Linked DNA regions of Salmo salar: region 1 is linked to region 2. The links are chromatin contacts, called in public Hi-C maps. All regions are on one chromosome and are shown on one strand. Each heading gives the region's core, a stretch centred on a gene start, on an enhancer-like site or on the middle of the called end of the contact. The rest is flanking DNA. Distances are from core to core; before and after follow the strand shown.

Region 1 (3,037 bases), core at 193-2,692, 400 kb before region 2:
CAAATACTTTTTCCCCCCACTGTAGGTCACCTATTTTGGATTCTAAACACCGAATTTCGCCAAAAGGTGACTAGTTTGCATCCCTGCCGATAGGCGGGGGCAAAGGACACTGTCTACCTAGTGATGCTACGTTTGATACTGGAGCTCAGAGGCACACGTCGAAATAGATAAGTGTACTTCAAAGCAGGGTGCCGATGCCTGTATCAATTTATCAGAAGCATGTGATCAATGACATCCGAAGCTTCGTTTCGTTGAACAACCACCTGATCGGTTTGGTAGAAGACAAAAAGGCTACGGGATGTGGGACATCACCTATAATAATTTGGCTGCTCTAAATTCTTTTGACCAGCAGGTGCCCATAGTTGGTCAAAGACTCGAGTAATGGACCTATTTGACAGAATTTGGTGAAAAACCTCAATGCTTCAGGAAGCTTAGTTTCCCCATCACTAGCTAAGGATTGTTGCCCCGTCACTTCTTCCGTGGGGTTTATCAGCGGTTGGCATCCAACGTTATGGTGCATTACCGCCACCTACTGTACTGGAGCGCCCCCTACTCCCTCCTGTGAACCAGAGTCCTAGCTTAAAAACGGACCAATAGAAGTATAAAGAGGGGTGCTGCTGATGCAGGAACGCCTCAAAATGCGGGTCGCAATGGCACCCTTCTCGCCTAGCTCTATCTAACCAGCAAACCAGGCTATGAAGCTGTCTTGACGGAATAAGGAAGACAGTGGTGAAGGTGACTTAATTATGTGATACGGGAAAGTTACCTCCAAATGGTTGACAAGTCCCATGTTTAATTACAATAAGGACGTGGGATATTCTATCTACAACGACCCGCATGTAATTGTTGTTCCAGTGTTTAGCACTATCTATATTCAGCGTCCTTCAGGACAGGTACAGAGCAACCCAACACCATCACTTATACGTACGTCACGAGTGCATTAGCTAACAGCTATCGTAAGTAGCTAGCTACCATAAGTAGCTGACTGTATCTTTAAGTTTTAACCATGTCAAGTAACAATATTTGATCGATCTGTACTCATTGACGTTGTCACATTTGTGACAGTTGTGAAATGGTCAACCAAGATACGAATGGAAAATGCAAGACCATCTTACCAGTAGCTAGCAATGTGTTAGCTAGGTGGCTAGCAATACCCGCTAGCTGTCGTCGACGTCGGGCTGGTATGTTGTTGGTGGTAGAAAGAAAGCCAGTGAGGAGCTGAATTGAGACGTATTTCAAATAGCGAGATGTAATAAGTATCCTGGATCCATTTTCCAGAGATGGTGATTCAACAGCTCTTCAATGTGTATTTAAATCCACACCTAATTTTAGCCTGTGAAACGCTAGTTTGCTTGCACACGTATGATTATTAGCATAAACCCCGTCTTCATAACATTTCCTCCAGATCATCTGCAGGGACTGGAGTTCCGCGGGTGGGGGCAGACTGTACAATTGTGAGACCTATGTGAAGCTAGCCACAATAGTGGAATTTGCGGTTTGTCTTCAACATAAAAGTCCCTAATTGAAAGTAATGCAAACGGATACAAATATTTGAATCATGTCATATTTGGACAATATGTTAAACAAGGTGGGCATGTTATATACATTTAACAATCAGTTGAAATCACACTGGATGTAATAGACTTCATAATTGCATTGGGGGCATACTTATTTATCTGTACAGCCTCATCTATGGCTTGTGGATCAATGACGTGGGGTATCAGTCTACTCAGTGACACCCACAGAACAACTGTGAATAGTTTACACAAATATTAGTATCATAGGACTTTGACTGTAGGCTCAGTCAGCCTACTGTGGATATTTATATTCATAATGATATTGCACTGTACAGTCTTACCTATGGATTGTGGATCAATGAAATGTGGTATCAGTCTGCTCAGTGACATCCAGGGCCACAGATATGAGCAGTGTACCTCTTATTGCAGGACATTGACTGTGGGAAATCACTTCAGTACAATATGAATGTGAATACGCACAATAGGCTGACAGGGGAGGTGATTTCCCAGTCAAAGGCCCAGCAATATGAGCTACGAGACTAATATTTGTGTAATCCTTCACAGTTGTGTTCTGTGGGTGTCACTGAGTGGACTGATACTCAATTGCATTGATCCAGAATCCATAGGTAAGCCTGTACAGTGCAATATGAATGTCCAATACACATTGAGCTGGACTGGTAAGCTTAATGTGGCTCATTTCACAGTGGTTTCAGTCCCACAATATGAGCTACGATGCTAATATGTGGGTAAACTCTGCAGTTGTTCTTTAGGTGTCACTGAGTAGACTGATACCCAATTTTATTGATCCATAAGGCTGTACAGTGCAATATGAATGTCAATACGCACAATAGGCTGACTGGGGAGGTGATTTCCCACAGTCAAAGTCCCACAATAAGAGCTACGACACTAATATTTGTGTAAACCTTCACAGTTGTGTTCTGTAGGTGTCACAGAGTAAACTGACACCCCATTTCATTGATCCCCAATCCATAGGTAAGGCTGTACAGTGAAATACCAGTATGCCCCCAATGCAATTCTGAAGTTTATTTGTATCCATTTGCATCAATTTCAATGAGGGACTGCATTGTGCCACATTGGGTGGATTTGTTGTCTTAAATACAGGGCCTTGACATCCAATTAAATGAGTTAATGGACAGAAAAGGTCCCCTAAATGGCCAGAAATATTGTCCAGAAATTCAAGGATTGTACAGTTTAAGAAAACGTCACCAACACTGAATTTATTAGCAACTAAAACTTGCTTAGTGTACCTTCAGTCATAGTTACAATGTATACTGAACAAAAATATAAATGCAACAATTTAAAAGATTTTGCGTTACAGTCCATAAGGAAATCAATTAACTAAATATATTCATTTCACATGACTGGGCAGGGGCGCAGCCATGGGTGAGTCAGAGGGCATAGGCCCAACCACTGGGGAGCCAGGCCTAGCCAATCAGAATTAGTTTTTCCTCACAAAAGGGCTTTAGTACAGAGAGAGATACTCCAGTTTAATCAGCTGT
Region 2 (3,083 bases), core at 84-2,583:
ATAGTTTTTTTTTTTTTAATCAATTTTAGAATAAGGCTGTAACGTAACAAGATGTGGAAAAAGTCAAGGGGTCTGAATACTTTCTGAATGCACTGTAGAGATTGAAGTTAACACTTTTGTAATAGAAAAAAATCCTACGTTCCTATACCAGCCTGTAAGACCACATAAAGTATTCTTGTCCTATGATGAAATTATACTGTAGGGCTGATCAGCCTGCCTTTATCTGTGGGTATGAGTTGGGCAGTCAGTGAGGCTCATTGTTCCTCTTCCAAAAGAAGGAAAGCCAATACAAGGGAGGGAACAGCTCCAGGAATGCTTGGGATTCTGAAATGTTATTCTCTAGGGAAAGTTTATTTCTGTCTTTTATCTGGAACCAGGGGAACGTTTCTCTCTGACACCATTCTTGTTCCTCACTCCACAGGTACCCACTGTATATTATATCCTCTTTATTGTTATTTTATTGTGTTTTTTTTGCTAAATATTTTCTTAAAACTGCATTGTTGGTTAAGGGCTTGTAAGTAAGCATTTTACTGTAAGGTCTACACTTGTTGTATTCAGCACATGTGACAAATAACATGTGATTTGATTTTGATTTGAAAAATAAAAAAATACATGAAATAAATTTGAATCATCACGTGGTTGCTATGGAATTGGATAAATATTGACTTAGTAAATTAGTAGCCCTAAGTAGACTATGTGAAGGAAAGATGCCACTATAATGCTAACTCTCCTACGGGATATTGGTGTGATTTTGAAGATGTTGCCATGAGGATAAGAAATTGCTTGTTGCCATGACCATGTATCCAAAACTCTTCCCAAAAAGTATTAAAGCTGCAGTCATAATAATAAATAGTTATTGTATTTGTGTGTGTGTGTCAGAATATATAAAATTAACATAGTTTGCCCAGGACATTAGCATCAATTGGTATGTTAGCTAGGTCTGTAATCTGTAAATTGGCTGAAAATAGCTATATTTCCAGGGAAATGTAGACTTACGTCTATCATTTCACGTCAATAATGGTCCTCACTGTAGGATACTCGGTGAGTAGGCTAACTTTCAGTCTCTCTCTCTCTCTCTCTAGTTGTCTCTCTCGTGCGTGAGGTTCCCGTTGTAAAACTAGAGCCGCTTTAAAATATATCAGTACTGTAGAAATAGTAGCCTGCACATTTGAATTCCCTTTGGGCGAACACGTTTATGGAGCTCCGCAATGGTACATTTCAATCAGTTCACATGCGCTCCTTCTCCAGTACAGAAGGTGTCGGTAACACCATTTCTGTTCCCCTGTTTCACTCTGTGGTTCTCGACGCAGTTCCAGGAAGTGTTGATTACCGTCGTGCTAGCAGCACTAGCTGGATCACCATTAATACTTCCGGTTTTCGGATTTAGCCTCCAAAATAAAAGTACGCTGTAAACGCCATGTGTATGCTATTGCATCCCATTGGTTCCTGTATGAACACACCCGTATCCCCCTTACGCCTCGTATCACACCGACAGGGTTTTGCATTTTGGTTCGACCAGAAATACATTCATTTCTGATGGAACTCTGCGTTTGTCTTGCATCATTGCTTTGCAGAGGCAGTTACATTGCGTTCTCTGTGGTGCGTACGTTGGATTTATCGAACATATGTGTCAAACTGTATGTGAAGACAGAAATGGTAGCAGAAGTTGAATGTTCAACTTTTGTTGCACACATATCCAGATGATGCTGTGTAGCATTTTGTGCAATAAAACTGTAGGTGTGATCATGGCATAATAAAAGCCTACTGGTAAAAAAAATATGCAATTAATTATTTTTTAAATAAATCATTATTTGCATTGTATGATTCGTGTTTATTTACTGGTGCTGTTGTTAAAGGATGCGATTTTGAAATGTAATGTTTATGAAAAGTCTGTATATTTGTTGTATTGCACAAACAAATTGCACTGTACAGGAAAAACAATAGATTGTGTGTCTATAAAACTCGGGTCCAGTCTACTCACTAGAGTCCCTAGAATACAAATCAGATGAGTTTGAACAAAAAAACTAGGTCATAGGAAGTGTTGCTGGGCTTTTACTGTGGTCAAATGAGGTGCCTGGACAGTATATGATACAAATACAGCACTGTACATGAAAAACTATTCTTTGTGCCGATGTAAAAAAGTGGGGTGGGGAATACTCAGTAGGGTTTGTAGACTCTATATATGGTTTCATTTCAATAATAATACGGAGTGTTGCTGGCCTTTTACTCCACCCATTACATTGGCCACAATGCAAATCACCTCAGTGGTGGTCGGTGCCGTTTAAAATGAGGGAGGATGATTTATTTTACATTTTTTATGAGCATGGCCTTATTTCTATTACTGCATGTTGGATGACTGTCATTCATTTGCCCAGCTCAATGTAACATTGATAGGTTTAGGCTACTACATTTTCCCTGTACCCATCATGAGGTTGCTACAACCTAGCCCATGAATGAAAGTTTACAACGTAGGTAGACAGGTCGAAAGAATTTTGAGTAATCAAGGTGGCAGACAGTGACACATTCAATACCACCATTACCAGGGTGCAATCATTAGTCCAACCGTCACAAATGAGAGTTTCTATTGGGCAGTAGAGGTGCGTGGGTAAAATCACTGGGGAAGTGTTGTTTGCTCTATAACCTGTTAATTCATATGCCTTGCGACTGTGATATATAGGCCTACAGCAGAGACAATAAGAAGACACTGTGGCAGAATCAATTCTTATACCACACCTTTGTTTTAGCACAAAACCAGATAGCAACCTCTTTCCAGTGAAGTCCACAAAGCATATTGCACGTACAATAACGAACAGGTACATGACCTACAGAATGGTCAAGCAAGTTTAAGTTTTTGACATTTTCGGACCACTAAACAACTATTGATTTTGAACCACAGAGAGTTACCGCAGGTCGCAAAGAAAACAGGAGCTGCCCCCTCTATTCCAGCACCATTTCACCTTCAACATTTCAACATCATCAGATCACCTCTGCTTAGTCTGATACAGTGACAAGAAGTCTACAGTAATGTGCACGGTTGAATGATACAGTGACAAGAAGTCTACAGTAATGTGCACGGTTGAATG

The links. Hi-C and Micro-C count contacts between places; a contact is called where the count stands out from the background.
Region 1: a Hi-C map of muscle shows a contact between it and region 2, with 20 times the contacts expected there. The contact joins the promoter of LOC106561933 here to the promoter of LOC106561924 in region 2. A contact is called at or near these places in 2 of 3 Hi-C or Micro-C datasets (gill and muscle).

Annotation. Positions count from the first base shown.
Region 1 is chrssa11:8,640,650-8,643,686 of Ssal_v3.1, reverse strand. It overlaps LOC106561933 (MAP kinase-activating death domain protein), which reads right to left and starts at 1,442. Exons shown (of 36, transcript XM_045688991.1): 1 at 1,116-1,442.
Region 2 is chrssa11:8,239,139-8,242,221 of Ssal_v3.1, reverse strand. LOC106561924 (tetraspanin-4) reads right to left here and starts at 1,333. Exons shown (of 7, transcript XM_045688973.1): 1 at 997-1,333.